Linked DNA regions of Sus scrofa: region 1 is linked to region 2. A link is a contact called in public HiChIP or PLAC-seq data. All regions are on one chromosome and are shown on one strand. The core of a region is the stretch at or near the end of the contact, and the rest is flanking DNA. Distances in the headings are between cores, read along the strand shown. Region 1 holds the start of ARHGAP27 (rho GTPase-activating protein 27). Region 2 holds the start of PLEKHM1 (pleckstrin homology domain-containing family M member 1).

Region 1 (3,705 bases), core at 1,090-3,589, 53 kb before region 2:
ATGGATAATACCGGTCCAATTTTACGGCCAGAGAATCCTTGCCTCAAAGAGATGGGGTGATTGCTCACGATAAAGTGGACGCCACATTTGCCTCAAAGTTGATTGGGTCTCAGTTTCTGCATCTGTGAAGTGGGAAGACTAGCCCCTTCCTCCACCTCCGGTCCTCCCGCCCCGACGCATACAGCCCTCAGGGAATCGCGTCCTCGGCACCTCCTCTCCCCACCCGGCTCCAGGCATCTGAGCCCCAGGCCTGCCCGGACAGGGTTCGCTCTGCCCTGGGAGTGTCGCTGGCCCGCTTAGTCCAAGGGCTCTGGCGTAAGTGGCCATGACTGCCAGGGCCGGGGGAACCGGTTCTCTCGGTTTTCTCTTTCCTTCCCCAGCGGCTTCACCGCAGACGTGAACCTGCAGCCCTGCCCGCCCATATCGGCCAGCACCGCCCCTTGTTCTCCGGCTCCCACCTCCCCCTCCCGAGAGAGGCTCGGCCTCTCGAGGCCTTGCCTGGCCTGTGGCCTCTACATTGCCCCATGAGAGTGGCCCCTAGACCATGCACTTATGACAGTGACTACCCCTGCGATGTACCCAGGGGCCCCTCAGGTTCTCCTGGAGTGACCACCACAACCCGCTTGGCCCCTAGTGTGTTGGGGGAGGGGGTCAGAGTCTAATTGTAAATCTGCTTTGTGGCTGGTCCCTTCAAGCCTTTACATCGACAACACCTACTGCCCCACAAAGATGGCCTGTGACTGGCAGCTGGGAGCTCAGCCTCTTGCAGAATCTGAGGGACCCAAGGTACACGGTCGGCCGGCGGGGCGCAAAGCGCTCCTTCTGTTTCTCAAGCTTTCCTTGATGGGTAAGGGGTATAAACGGAGTGACTGAGCACACGGAGCCCTGGAGGTGGGTGGGCGTCGGTGAGCTGACCGGAGCTAAGCCAACAATCTCAAGAGAGGACACCTTTTCTCACCACCTTCCCCCGGACCCCCGCCGCTCACTCACGTGGGCAGGGCGGGCCTCACTGAGCCCATGGGCTGGCAGGGCGGAGCCGGCGGATGGATGCAGGTTAGGTCCCCGCCATCTCCTTGGGCGGGGCTTCCAAGAGTTCGGCTGGAGAGACCTCTGGGAGCCGGAGCTGGCAAGGGGAGCAAAGAGGGAGAGGGGTACTCGGGAGGGCTGCCTCCGTCTCCCAAGGCGTCTGTGTTAGGGAGGGGCGAGAAGCCAGACGGAGTTTGCTGGTGCCGGTGGGGATACTGGGGGCGCGGCCCGGAGCAGAAGGCCTGAGGGAGGGGTAGGGGCAGGGAGGGCTGCGACCAAAGGGTCGCCGGCGGGTCGCGAGCCGAGCCAAGGAAGGGTAGCGTCCCGCCCCTGCCCGCCCCACCCCCACGGGCGGGAGTCGTTGCCCGGGAGCCTCTGCTTCCCGTGGGCGCAACGCTCAGGGACTGGTCGACCAGGGCTTGCAGTCTCGCCAGGACGTTCCCAATCCGAGCCAGGCCATTTGCATTCTGAACCGTCCGGATTGGAGGCATTACCCGTTCCGGGCCGGTTTCCGTCCTCCCCAGGCCCTTTCCGAAACAGCTCGGCTGGGCCTGGAAAAACTTGGAGCAGGGTTCCCATGGCAGGGACGCTCCCTTCCCAGGGCAGGGAGCCGGAGCGCAGGGTCACAGGCAAGGTGGGGAGGGGACCCGACCCTTGGCTCCTTCCCCGGCCCTGGGGGAGCGAAGAGAAGGAAAGGGCTGGTGGGGAGCCTGGAGGACCCCTGGAGCGCGAGGACCGACCCGTCGCCAGGAGGTGCCCTATGTCCACTGCCCAGGAGACGGACGAGAGCCACGGCGGCGCCAACGCCTGGGTCGGCGCTGGGGGCCTGGGGCTGGGTCTCTCGTACCCCGGGACAGGGGGCCCTTCGCCTCCCATCTCCTCCCAGAGGGAGAGGAGGCTCCTTCCCGCGCGGCCCTCCTCTAGGGTCCGCGCAGCTTCCTCTCCAGCGCGGTGCGAAGGGGCTGGCGCGCGGTGCTCCCGGGTGAGGACCCGCCGCCACCTGTGGTCTCCCCATCCCACCCCAGCTCAACACCCCGCCCAGTCCAGCCCGGCCCCGGCACCTCGGGGTGTCCGCTCGCTGGCCTCGCCTCCACTTGTCCCGGCGGGCGCACGGGGCTCGGCGTCCGGCGCTCCCTCCTCCACCGCCCAGCTCCCGCGCTGCCCTGTTTCCTGTTCAACAATATAGCGAGGGAGGCACCAGCGGAGAGCACCCGGCAGAACTTCCTCCCCGGCTGGGGCTGCGGCTGTGAGAGACAATCCCCGGTGTCCTGGCTTCCTGTCCCCTCTGGGACGGGCCAGCGCCCCAGGAGCAGAGACGCCACCCCCTTCCCCTGCGCCTCCCGGGATCCTGGGCCACACCTGGCTGTCTCCTGCAGGTGGAGGCAGCAGGGCCAGGATGGTGGGACAAGAGGCAAAGAAGCCTCCTCACCAACTTTTTGCCAGATTTCCTTCCCAGTGCTCTATTCCATCCCCCTTCCCACCATGCCTGGCCTTGATCTTTGTAGGGGAGGAAGGCTCCCCCCCCCAGTCTGTCCTTAGAGTAAGTTCAGGACAGCTTCCTGGGGCTGCGCTCAAGATCCACACCTTATCTCTGCATCTCAGTTTTCTTTCCTATAAACTGGGAACAGTGAGACGTCATAGGATTGTTGAGATTAAATGAGATGCATTAAGCACAATATATTGTTATCATCACCTAAGAACACACATTAGGAGTGCCTGCTGTGGCACAAAGGGATCTGAGGCATCTCTGGAGTCCTGGGAGGCAGATTCAATTATTGGCCCAGCACGGGGGCGGGGTGGGAGGGGAAGTGGTTCAAAGGATCTGGCGTTGCCACAGGCGTAGGTTGCAACCTCCGCTGGGATCTGACCCCCGGCAGGGGAACTCCATATGCCGAGGGGCAGCAAACACACACACATACACCCCCAGAAAAACCCCACACACCCCTCACATATTGTATTGGTCATTGTTATCACCAATTGTATTATGAAATGAGCTGTCCTCGTCTTTGGGGTTGGACTGAGGTCTCCAAACCCCCATCCTCCTTTAGGCAGGAGAGGGGGAGGGAGAAACAAGTGCTCAGAAGCATCTTGCTAAGGATGGAGGGCTGAGTCCAAAGGCAGGGCAGTGCACAGGTCGTGTGCCCGTGGCCCTCACACAGGTTCCTGTTGTCTTCTCAGAGCCCACCACCACCTGGGGCTCATGGGATGGGCAGAGGGAGCTCCCTCCTAGGCTGAAAGGCTTCGAGAACAGGAAACTGCAGACCTGGATGTCTTTCATTCCCATTTTCCTACAGTCCGGTTTCCCTGGGAATTCATCTGTTTCCTTCTGTCTTGACAATGGGCAGTGGTGGGCTTCCCCCTGCAGCCCGCCCCCTCCCTTCTCCTGGAACTCCATAGGCAGGTCAGCAGCCAAGGAAAGGCCATTTTGAGCCCTAAAACTGTGAGCCCTGAATCGGGCCCTGCTTGTAAGCCTTTGCTTCCTGAGTCCCTTCTCTCACCTTGGATAACCTCCTAGGAAATAGAGTCCTGTGGGTTTCACACGTTGCTGTTTCAGGGGTCGGTGCGTTGACATTTAAGCCACAGCAAAGAAGCCATCTTGGTGGGATTCCAGGCACTGGCTTCAGTTATATGCGTGTATGTGAGTAAACCTCCCCCAAAGCCCTGAAATCCTACCCCACA
Region 2 (3,613 bases), core at 680-3,179:
GGAACAAGACTATAAATGGCAAGCAAAAACAACGGGTCCTGTTTCGGGCCCTTTAAATTTGCTGCCAAATGGCCGATCCTCTGAAGCCAGGTCACCAGAATTTGAGAGACAATGCACCCCAAAGGCCCAGGAGATGATAAATGCTGAGCATGGGGCCTGGGTGCCTCAGGAATGTCCCTCTGCCTCAGCTCAGTATCCTGGCTCGCCAAGTTTACGGGTAACCAAATCGCAAAGAGCCAGCACCTGCAGAAAGAGGAAGTGATTCAACAGGCCCTGTACCCGCCCTGGCCCGGCCTCCTCAGGACTGTCTCACCTATCCTCTTCACAACCTGCAGCATCATCTCTGGCATCTATTGTGTTCCCTGTGTTCGGCATTAGGACAAGTCTGCCATCAGCTCCGGCTGGGAGGAGCACTGGGTGAGAATCCTTTAACAAGTGCCAGGACAACACACAAGGCCACGGCCAACCCCACACAGAGGTCCTCCTTAAGTTTCTCCTGGGTCAGAAAACCACCCAAAAGGAAGTGATGGCTTCCACAGTCCCAGGCTGAGTGTGCTAGGTGAGTGGCCATTCCTCACCTTCTGGGTATCTGGGTGATATCTGCCCTTCCAGCAGCCAACACAAGTCATTTAATATGAATGCTAGACACAGAACCCCTGCGGGCAGGCACAGGGGACCAGACACCCAGGAAGAACCCCTGCCCGGAGTGGGAGAGCTCTGCTTCTCCACACTTATTTACCACCTCAGACCCTGCATGTACCCTGACGCTGCTCAGACTCTAACTGCTGGGCTCTGAGCAAGCACCGACATTTTGGCTGTTGAGAAGCCACTAGTGGGGTTGGCGGGGGACTCTGCCCTAAATGCTCAGACTGAATGGGGACTGGATCAAGGGAATGTAGAGTTGAGGTGGGGGCAGCAGAGGTGGAGGGCGGAAGGCCTCATTCTATTTATTCATTTATTTATTTAGGCCTTGCCCAGAGCATGCAGTTCTGGGGCCAGGGATCAAACCCAAGCCACAGCAGTGACAACACCAGACCCTTAACCTGCGGAGCCACCACAGAACTCCAGCAGACCTCATTCTTGATAAGACTGGATGAGGGTGGTAGGAACTGGGGTACCAAGAGTTGGGGGCGGTATGGCAAAGACTTAGGGATGGGGGTGTCCTCAGGGTGGTTGAAGATGGACAGAAGTATTGGGTGGGCTAGGAAGTTAGGGGCTGAGTCTGTGAGGACAAGAAGAGACATGTAAGACCTGGGAGAGGACTGAGATCAGAGTTAGCAAAAAGAAAAGGGTGAGCCCACTTTGGTGGTGGGTCTTAAATGAGAGTGGGGCAGAAGTGCAGTGTTTAGGATGGGCAGACCTTGGGAAGCTTTGGAGAAGAAAATTGATTTTTAGATAAATCAGAATGGTGAGTCTCAAGGAGGCCCGTGTGTGGCAAGGGGACGGCCAAAGGGGTTGAGAGATGAAGATGAGATGTGTTAGAGGGAGGTGGAGGGATGTAGCTGAGGTCGAGGATGGAACTGGGCTAGAGTGAGGTCAAGGGTGAGGCTGCAGTTACGCAAGACCGCTGGTCAGGTCACGGCTGGGAAATGGAGCGGACAGGTCAGCAGCGGCTGTGCGGACTGAAGGCTAGGGTTCGAGTGGCGTGCGGGGTGCGGGCTGGGATGGGTGAGAGCTCTGAAGCAGGGCAACCAGGGGTTTGGGATCTCGGAGAGGGCTGCTGTCCTCTCTCCCGTTCGCGTCCGGGCCTCGCCGCCCCTCTGCTGCCCACCTCGCCCCTCAGCCCTAACTCACCAAAGGGAGCGGGGTGGGGGACTGGGCACTCCCGGCCGCTGCAGCCCCTAATCCCCCGACGGGACGCTGCGGCCTCCCCGCCACTGACAACAGGAAGCGACTCCCGAGGCGCCTGACGACACCACGTCAGACCTGCGTCTGGCCCCGCCCCTGTCCCACGGAGCCAATCGCGGGGCTCGAAGGAGCCGTGGGGGCGGAACCAGCGCTCTCCGAAGCCGAAGTGTTCCCAGGCCCCACAGCGGATACGCGGTTTGGAAGAGTCCGGACTTCGGAACCCTAGCCGGGCGCAGAGAGGCACGGCCGCTGATGCCAGGCGGGATGCGTTCTTACCGCCCGCTTCTGGCAGAGCCTGCGTCAGACGAGATCCTGGCCTCTGACCTCATCTAGCCTCAGCACCATCTGTGTAGAATTAGTGCCGTCTCTCTCTCGGCATCCTTCAGAGAAGATTGCCCACTTGTAAAGTGGGACCAACGCCTACCCTCTTTTTGTCTCTCCCAGGGCATCAGCGTTGCCCGGTGGGCAGAACCCCGGCCCAATTTGGAGCCTCCTTCCCTCCTGGTGGCTCTCAGGAAAAACATCTTTAACCACACCTTATACCAAGGGAGCGTCTTGAGGTTCCCTGGGCATTCTTCTGTAACCTGCCGTCAGCCCCGTGCTGCACAAGTTCAAGCGTCCAGATATTCTCATATAGCCTTGTAATTGTTTGCTTTCCATCATAGAAATGATATATCTCTTTTAAATGAACTCAGAAGGAAAGGTCAAAAGTAGCAGGGAATGTCTGCAGTGCTTCAGACATTTAATACATGCAGGCTTTGATAGACTGGGAGCCTAGGGCCTGAGTGTGGGGCAGGGGTGAAGAGGTATCACTGTAGGTAAGTACAGGGGAACTTGGGGTCGCTACAAGGCTGAGGAGGGTTGAGGACAGACCAGTTCTTGGGAGCCAGCTCCACTAATCTCCACTCCACTGGCCTCTTTTTTTTTTTTTTTTTTTTTTCTGTTTTCATTTCTTTTTGCCTTTTCTAGAGCCACTCCCGAGGCATATGGAGGTTCCCAGGCTAGGGGTCTAATCAGAGCTGTAGCTGCCGGCCTACGCCAGAGCCACAGCAACGCAGGATCCGAGCTGCATCTGCGACCTACACCACAGCTCACGGCAACGCCAGATCCTTAACCCACTGAGCAAGGCCAGGGATAGAACCTGCAACCTCATGGTTCCTAGTCGGATTCATTAACCACTGAGCCACGATGGGAACTCCCTCCATTGGCCTCTTCAGAAAAAGTGTCCTTCATATTTCTGAGAAGGTTGAGGTTCCAGTGTAAGCAGATAGGGTAGGAGGTCCGGGGAAGAAAGAACCTGATACAGGTTTTTGACATAAGAGAAGCCATTTTAGGCCTAAGCCATTTTAGGATCTAAGCCTGGCCACAATGCTTACCCTTAAGCCGGTCTCAGTAATTAATGACCTTAAGGGAATGAAGGAATGCAGGAACAGAGGAAAAGCAGTCAAGAAACAACAGTTCAGCCATAAAACCAAGTCCTAGTTCCTTCTCAAGGGATACGCATAACAATCTGATAAATATCTTTGAGTTGTACTGCAAGAAAGAAGACTCCCACGCTGGTGGAGGGTGGTTAACTACATGCTAGGACCCCAGACAGGTGATGTCGACCTTTTCTGACCCTCGTGACTTCAGTCAACTAAAGTTTGAACTCTGTCAACTTTTACCCCAATTCTATGTTGAGTTCTACTCTGCCTAAGCCCCTTTGTGAGTGTGCATATGAGGCAGAATAATAATTCAGGTAGTTAGTGTAGAAATATGGGCTTCA

Evidence for each region. HiChIP or PLAC-seq counts read pairs in DNA pulled down with a chosen protein or histone mark.
Region 1: an H3K27ac HiChIP or PLAC-seq map of skeletal muscle shows a contact between it and region 2, with 2.6 times the contacts expected there. The contact joins the promoter of ARHGAP27 here to the promoter of PLEKHM1 in region 2. A contact is called at or near these places in 1 of 5 promoter capture datasets (liver), 5 of 47 Hi-C or Micro-C datasets (alveolar macrophages, blood, liver and 2 more) and 2 of 2 datasets of contacts at active chromatin or transcription factors (alveolar macrophages and skeletal muscle).

Annotation. Positions count from the first base shown.
Region 1 is chr12:18,035,641-18,039,345 of Sscrofa11.1, reverse strand. ARHGAP27 (rho GTPase-activating protein 27) reads right to left here and starts at 2,339. Exons shown (of 17, transcript XM_021066834.1): 1 at 2,088-2,339.
Region 2 is chr12:17,982,485-17,986,097 of Sscrofa11.1, reverse strand. It overlaps PLEKHM1 (pleckstrin homology domain-containing family M member 1), which reads right to left and starts at 1,929. Exons shown (of 13, transcript XM_005668717.3): 1 at 1,795-1,929.